2 separate regions of the Mus musculus genome follow, and region 2 is linked to region 1. A link is a contact called in public promoter capture Hi-C data. All regions are on one chromosome and are shown on one strand. The core of a region is the stretch at or near the end of the contact, and the rest is flanking DNA. Distances in the headings are between cores, read along the strand shown.

Evidence for each region. Promoter capture Hi-C pulls out the DNA fragments that hold promoters and counts their contacts.
Region 2: a contact with region 1 is called in a promoter capture Hi-C map of liver. A contact is called at or near these places in 1 of 39 promoter capture datasets (liver), 1 of 484 Hi-C or Micro-C datasets (liver), 3 of 130 datasets of targeted methods (the NIH/3T3 cell line, bone marrow-derived macrophages and embryonic stem cells) and 3 of 9 other capture datasets (adipose tissue, liver and pancreatic islet).

The regions. Positions count from the first base shown.
Region 1 is chr19:34,744,981-34,748,969 of GRCm38.p6, forward strand. Slc16a12 (solute carrier family 16 (monocarboxylic acid transporters), member 12) reads right to left here and starts at 2,348. Exons shown (of 7, transcript NM_172838.4): 1 at 2,086-2,348.
Region 2 is chr19:34,877,655-34,881,643 of GRCm38.p6, forward strand. Pank1 (pantothenate kinase 1) reads right to left here and starts at 1,801. Exons shown (of 7, transcript NM_001114339.2): 1 at 870-1,801. The coding sequence starts at 1,422.

The sequences.
Region 1 (3,989 bases), core at 1,098-3,597:
GGATCTGAAGACAGAACATTCACATTTGTTTCCCTGCTTAACGTAAAACTGAAATTCTCTTCCACCTGGCTAACAGAATTCCAGGGAAGTTTTCGATTAATGAACTTCAAGTTGAGCTCTTCAGAGCCAAAGTCCTTCATTTTGTTCACTGACACCTACCCAATTCTCAAAACAGCACTGAGCATACAGTGGGCACTCAATAAATACCTATTACATCGAATTAAGTTGAAGAAGCATGCAATATGCTGCAGTGGTATTAGCTAAATCAGCCTACAGTTTTAAAATCTAAGCCGTGACTTCTGTTCCAGATCACCGAGTTACTCATGACGAACCTCCGGACCACGCTTCTTGCAACAGCTCAGCATTGCAAATCACTCAGATCATGTCTTCATTACTAGCCATTTATCACCAGAAGAAGCACAGAATCTGGACTCCAGAGCCACTAGAGGAACCTTATTCCAACTTATCCTTGCTTTTCCTGGGAGTTTATTTGGGAAGTATCCACATATTCATCTTCATATGGGAAGAATTTTAAACATTGCCTAAACATGAGGCTCCTTCTTCGCTTCCTTCCTGCTTTCTCTCCATGTGTGCCTTCTTTTCTTCCTGTCATCCTTTCTTCCCTCCATTTTTTTTTTTTTTTTTTTGAGATAGAGTCTTCCTATGTAGCCTTCACTAGCCTGACAGTCACTATGTAGCTCAGGCTGATCTTGAACTCCCAAGAGTCCTCTGCCTCCCGTCTCTGATGTGCTGGAATTACAGCCATGTACCATCATCCCAGGTTTAAAGTGTTCTTAACTTTTAACACTTACACAACAAAGGCAGTTTGACTGAATCGACCTCTCATCTAGTTCAGAACTCTCTCAGGTTAAAAGCAGATGAGTAATTACAAGGATGAGAAAATTATATGCTTGGGCCGGTCTAGTCATATGGTGCCGGGGTTGTTGTTAAAATGCATAGAGGCAAAATACCCTAAACACTGACCAGGACGACAGGGAGAAAGCCTGGATTTCAATATTGGTCCCAACTACACTTAAAGATATAAGTTTTAACAAACCTTGCAGACATGGCTCTGAGCTTCCCAAGCTATTCAACTGAAGGGTTTGAATCTAATAGATTCTCTAAAACTCATTTCAATTCTAAGATCCTGTAAGTAATACGTGATTGTGTCCAGTCTCTCAGTATCCAAAGCTCACACTTTCTACAGTCATAAGCCAGGCATCACGGGTGGCTAGCACACCATTAGCTGTAGTTTAGTGTGACTTGGGGGTGGGGGTGGGGGTGGGGGGGAGAAATTACACAGCCAGCAGCTGCAGATTTCAACAGCTAGTGAGCTCAAATACCCGTAGCCACAGGGTCTTCCTGAACTTGGCAAGCCCGAAGATTTTTTTCCTTCTGGGCTAGGTTTAGCAGAGACGCTGGAATGCCCACATAGCTCTCAGCAAAGCTGGGAAGAACAGCGGCCAGACAAAATGCAAGCGAGTGGCCCAGAACACTGAATCACCAGTTTGCACCAAACATACAGGGCTGGCTGCTTTAGGGTAAGGAGCGACTGGAGAAATTAAGTTTAATTCATTCCAAACGGGAAGGCCGGTGTGCTCTAAAGAGATCACCTAAGGATAATAAACGGTTGGTGGGTAGGAGAGGGTTAAAAAGCAAGAACACCGGACAACCCAGGGGGAAAGGCGGTCTGTCTTGCCTGGGAAATGCGCATCTGGAAATCACAGGACACAGATCAAAGCCACTCTCTGCAGCCACCTGCCTGGAAACCCAGCCAGACACTCCAGAACACAGGACAAGTGGGCACGTGCTTCCATTCTAAACCCAACAAGTGGCCAGACTTAGGATCTAGACACAGCTGAGCTCCGGGATAGATGTAGAATGGAGCGCCTGCGTCCTTCCCGAGGTCTAGGTCCAGCTCTGCTGCCCTATCTCGATTCCTAGCCACCTGTTTCTACGGAGTTGGGAAACCTTAAGGACAGAAGCAAAGCTTTCCGCACCGGGACAGCGCCGATTCCGGCGTGCGCTCCGCTGTCCTCTGTCCGGTCTCCGCCCGCCCACATCCCGGGACCCACGGGTGCTCACCTCGCGGGGACAGCTGCAACGCTGGCGACGGCGAGCCCACATGTCCCCTTCGCGGCGGCCCCTTCCCACGGCTCTGGAGTCCGGTCCCGGCTGAGGGGCGGAGGAGCGCACAGGGCGGAGGCGCCGTAGGGGCCGGGGCCCGCAGGCAGCGCCCGCCGGACACTGTCACTAGGGAGATCCCACCGCCCCGCCCCGGAGAAGCAAAGCTCTCAGTCACCGCAGCCCCGAGGGTGACTCTGCCCTGCCGGCGGACGGGCTTTGTCCCCGGATCCGCTCTGCGCTGGGGGCTTGACCACGGGTGAGGGGCGCGGGGAGGAGGGGCGCCTCCAGGTTATGTAATGCTTAGGCCCGCGAGTCGTGAGCCAGCTCACTGGGGACTGCAGGGCTCTCTCTGTAACAGTCTTGTGTAGCTGGGACCTACACTAAAGAAGGCTGGGTGTTCTCAAAAAGATATGTCCCTGCATGGTCAAAGAGTAGAAGCTGTACAAAGTCTCCTGCACGTGCATCTTGCAAGGACCGGGACCCTGGTCAGACCATTACACAGATCAGTCAGTCCTAAAGACTTGAGTTCAACTCGCCCCACAAAGCCCCATGACTTTGGGCAGTCAACTTAACTCTGAGTCTCAGTTTCTCTATAAAATAAAAGAACATTTGCTTCTCTCTCTTGCTGAGAGGAGAAAATGGGTTCATTAACAGGTTCATTAACAGGCTCATTAACAGTGTGTGTGTTTGGGGCTGGGGGGGGGGGGGTAAATGGTGTTTGCCCCGCCCTCCAGGAGGCACTGTGTGCTGCAGGTTCCAGGCTAGCCATCCCCTCAGGTATCCTTTTAGGCAAAAGCAAAGTCTCTGAACTGACGAGGTCAGACTCAAGCTCATAGAAGTTATCGCAATTCAGAATGGTCCTTCAGACGGACGCAAGCTAGGAACTGGTTAGAAATGCCAACCTCTAAATGTCTTCTTTTCAACAAAAGTCCTGGCTGATTATGACGAACGGCAAAGTTAGAAAAGAAATTAAGCTTTCAGGAAAAATTGAGAGGAACGGGAACCCACTGGTCAATAGTAGGCAATATTGTACTTTGGATTTGTTGTTGTTGGGCACGAAGGTTGTGTGTTTGAAGAACATGTGATACCATGTGGTCCTGAAAGATCCTGACAGAATGTAAAAGGACACAGAAGCCCTGGAATTGGCAAGATAGATGTCAGTGTTAGCAGAACTAGCTTCACTGATTTAGAAAAATAGAGGTGCACAATGCTCTGGCCACTCCTTGAACCTGTGTGTCTGCCAATGTTTTGACTGTTCATTGAACCCAAGTGTGTGCCCACTGATGAAGCCCATTGCCAGGTGTTTGTGATATTGCTTGCTGAGAAAGAGTCAGAAAATCTCCCCAGCAACCACAGCCCGGCCAATCCTGAGTTGCTACACCTGCACCAGACTCTTTCCTTGTACCCCTCCCATACCCATTTCTTGAGAATAGACATTGTTTAGATCTGGAAATCCCCTACTCCCCCCCCCCTTCTCCTTTCTCCCCTGAGGGCCTATAAAAACTGGGACCTCTTTCCCCTCGGGGTCCACTCCTCTACCCCTGCGTGGGATATGAGTCGTCCCCAGAGTTCTGGCTTTCCCCAATAAAGCCTCATGTGGTTTGCATCAAGCTTGGTCTATTGTGAGTTCTTGGGTGTCCGCTATTGTCCTGAGGCCTGAGCGAGGGGCTCCTCTCGGAGTCTTTCAGTCCAGGCTTGCCTTCAACTCCCAGTCCTTCCAAGGTCAGTGCCCTGGTGCTGGCATTCTAAAAACAATCGAGTAGAGTGAGGGAGCGAGTGCTCCACCCTAGACTTTTAAACAGATGTTTCTGAAGCTCTGGGTTCCATCCCCAGCACTGCACAAACAAAATTCCTGCCTAGCT
Region 2 (3,989 bases), core at 551-3,050, 130 kb after region 1:
CCGATCGCTCACTACCGTGGACTCTACTTACTTTGCTTTCTGCCATTTACAAGCTTCATTAAAGACACCCACAAAGAGGTAACCAGTTGAATGGAGTTAGGCTCAGATAAGGAAAAAAAACAACAACAACAAAACAAAACAAAACAAAACAACTCGTAATCTCTACCTACAAACTGACATCCCAGAATGTCAGGTGGGGAAGGTACCCTTTACAGTCTACCATTATATATACAAGTCTCAGGTTGTGAAACAACGCACTTTTTGGAGTTGTACAATTACAAACACTCAACTCGACCCACTCCAAGGGGAGGGGGGGAATCCACCTGCAATCCTCATTGGTCCACACCGTTCCGGCCCACATGGTGTCAGTGGGTGTTTCCCTCTACACCAGCCGTCTCACTGGCTGTGTGGAAACACTGTTTAATAGGCTGTGATTTGGGGGATTGTCAAACTCCACGCCTCCTTAAGCTTGCCAATGGGCCCTAGATACTGGCGGTTACTCTGCGATTCAAAGGGCAAACTGGTAGCCTGAGATGCACGCCCCAAAAGATGTGCTCGGAGAAGGGAGCAGTGAGCCCCGGGCTGTGCCAGCCCGCCCTCCTCCTAGTCCCAGACCCAAGATCAGTCGGGTTGTTTGCCCCACGGCCACCAATAACAGCGGGCAGTGCGTTCTCCCAGCCGCTACGGTGACCGAGGGAGCAGCTCCAGCTAGTGTCTGACCGACCCAGTAGGCGGATCGGACTAGACAGGCGCCACCGCGGGCCGCCACCTTGGACGCCCGACGCCTCTAGGGAGGACGCAGTCCAGAGCGGCACTCTGTCGCCCCCCTCGACCGCGGGCACCGGCGCTTCCCTGCCGGCAGGACTTACGCGGCCTGTTCTTCCTCCCGGAGTCCATCCTCCTCCGCAGCCGGCATTTCTTGGCCGGAGAATCATGCTGGGCGAACAGCGGCTGCGGCTGCAGCTCGGACGGGAGCTGGAAGCGTGGGGCCGGCGGGTCGCGGCTGCTGGCGGCCGACGGGTGGAAGCCGTTGTGCAGCAGCCCGTTCACGGCGGCCGCGGCGCCCTCGGGGGCCCCCGGGGACTGCAGGGCCGCGCGCTCGTGTTGCGCGCCGCGGTCGCCCATGCCCGGGACCGGCGGAGCGGTGCGCGGGCTCCGGCTCTGGCAGCCTCGCTGGAGGTCACGGTCGGCCGTTCCCCGATCTTCCGATCCACCCTGGGGCTTGCTCTCCCGCAGCCTCGGCGCCGCGGTCGGGAGCTGGTGGCCCCGGCGCTCCTCCCCTCCTCCCGTCGGCGTCCCCACGTCTTCGGCGAGCTGGGCCCCGCGCACCGGGCTTGCTGCTCTCGCCCGCAGCGTGTCGGCATCGCGCGCAGCTGCGGGAACCTCGGTGGACCCCGGCCGGGGAGCCCGCCTCCCCCTCATCCCAAGGCCGAGCCACTTCAAATGCGGCTTCCTCGCCTCCCAGACCTGTCCCCGCCACTGAGCATGCCCAGTCCTACCCGCCACCGCCACCGACGAGTTTCAACGTGCGGAATGAAGTTCTCGGGGTTTGCGAAGAGGAGATAGGCGGATGGGGCTTTGTGTGGCGGAGCGAGCCTAAAGGGTACTGGGTGAGGTAGGCACGAGACAGCCAGAAGCCTCGGGAGGAATGCCGGAGGAAGCCAGATATTTGCAGAGGTTTCAGGTTTGCTAATCCTATCCCCAGTGGGCTAGTACCTTCACAAGGTCACCCATGCTACATCCCCGCCCCACGAAAGTGTGTGAGCAGGCGCGCGTGCGTTAATGTGACCAAACTACTCCCAGGTCTGAAGGGAGGGAAGAGAACAATTATTTATAGAGAGGTAGGCAGCCTTGGAGAAGGAGGGGAGTGAAATTCCTTGGTTGGCACACTCACACAAACAGCATGTGTTCTCGAGTTGTCGTTTGCAGAGAGGAAACCTAGGAAGAGAGAGAAAGGACAGTGAAGGACAAAACTAGGCAGGAATAACCGGTGCTAGAAGAAACCAAGTAAACAGAACCGATCCCAAGCTATAAAAAGCGCATTCCTCACCCAGAAAAGACCGGCAGGGGACAATGCCCTGTTCTGTTATTTATGAAATAAAAAGTTGCCTTGGTTATGAGAAGGGGAACCAGCACCATGATAGCCCTCAGAGTTAGCCCCCAGTTCCCAGTTCCGATTCCCACTGACACTGAGCAAAAGACAAAGTCAGTACTTAACACACCTGTTATAGGCAGTGCCCAGCAAGCGGGACACATTTGGGTATTGGGGACTTCTTGAGGCCTTAGCTTTTGTGTCTGTCCAAAGGGGACTCTTGTGTGTCACAAAAGTACCTAATATAACCTTTGCACATAATAAATGCCCACAAGAGTCTAATGTAGACATTAAAGTCAGGCTGGGGATATAACAGTCAGACACTTCTTATCATGGGATTCTGTCCCTACGAAGGAATAGAGAGAACATAACGGCAGGCTATTGTTTCCAATGACTATGAATACAGCGGGCAGAGGCCAGGCCCCTCACTGAATTTGCACATCACCAAGCTCAAACTAAGCTCTTTGACCCTCTGAAAACATCTGTATTAAAGAGGTGAGAACCGAAGTCTCCAAAGGCCAGCTTCAACAACTTGAACTTCCCTCTACCTTAATCCTAGCAAAAGTGACCTGTGATTAGCCTACCCACCCCTTGAACTAAATCCTCCATGGGTCCAAAACTGGCATTAGCTGTGCCCGGGGTTTACATTTGGTTTGAGGATTTCTTCTGGCAGAGCCCTTCCCAAAATCAACAGGTTCAGAATCAATGAGGCCACTCTGTTTCATCCACCTGTCATTTCAAATCAGGAAACCAAGGCACAGAGACATAACTGAGACTAAGACCAAAACTAGAACTTAATCCCTGTTTCCCTGCTTCCTTGGGCTTATATGATTTGAGAAATTGCCTTAGGTAATCCAGCCTCAGCCCATCTGATTTTTGTCCAGTTCTGTACAACTTGCTCCTTCAGGCTTATAATCTCTCCCTATTCCTATAACCCTTTATACCTCCTTCTTCTGGCTACAAAATACACATAGCCTACCTAGTAACACAGCCCTGCATCCCAACTACTCGGGAGGCTAAACCTCCTGAGGAGGAAGACCTCAAATTGAAGTCCTGCCTTAACTACTTAGTTCAAGTCAGTTTTCGTTACGTAATGAAACCCTGTCTCAAAAAAAAAAAAAAAAAAATGCTGGAGAGATGCTGGAGATGTCTAGCATTTGGCTAGCATAAGGCTCTAGGTTCAGTCCCTAGTACTGTTAAAGTAAAATGCATGTGTTCCCTTATATCTTCATGATCATAGTAATGGGACATCAAAGATGAAGTGGAATAATATAAATGTGCAGTCACATTCCACTTGGTCCCTGTGTCTCCCCACTGCTCCGATAAGCAGTTAAGTGTGCCTTGCATACTCTGTTAAGGCTCACCAGCATTGTATTCTGAGGAAGCTCTGGATGCTCACTTGAAACTAAACAAGGGACTGTGATCTTAGGGCTTCTCACTTCATGTGGTAAATTTACTAAAAAAAGCTTCCATTGCCACGTCTCAATAAGCAAATTCTCACAGATCTGAGCCGAGTAGATTGGCACTGTAGTGACTTCAAGGACACCTCCTCCAGCTTGATTTCACAGGCGTGGTGAGGGAGGCCTGAGCCAAGTGGCTCAGACCCAGTCAGGGCAGAAGTCCTGGTACAGAAAGTCTCTCACCTACTTCCCTTTCAAGCACAAGCCAGGTGACATCCCACAGGTTTATTCACGGGTATGTGTGGGTGGTGAACATGAGCCATCATGTGCTCCAGGAGAGCTAGAACAGTAAGGAGAAGGGAGAGCCACAATCCTCTTCTCCCCATCTCTGCCCATTCGCTGTCACTCATTTATTAAGTGTGTACTACGCTGAAGACCCCAAAACAGACTCCTGGGATACGAAGACAAAATGAATGCTTTTACTGCACTCGGAAGGT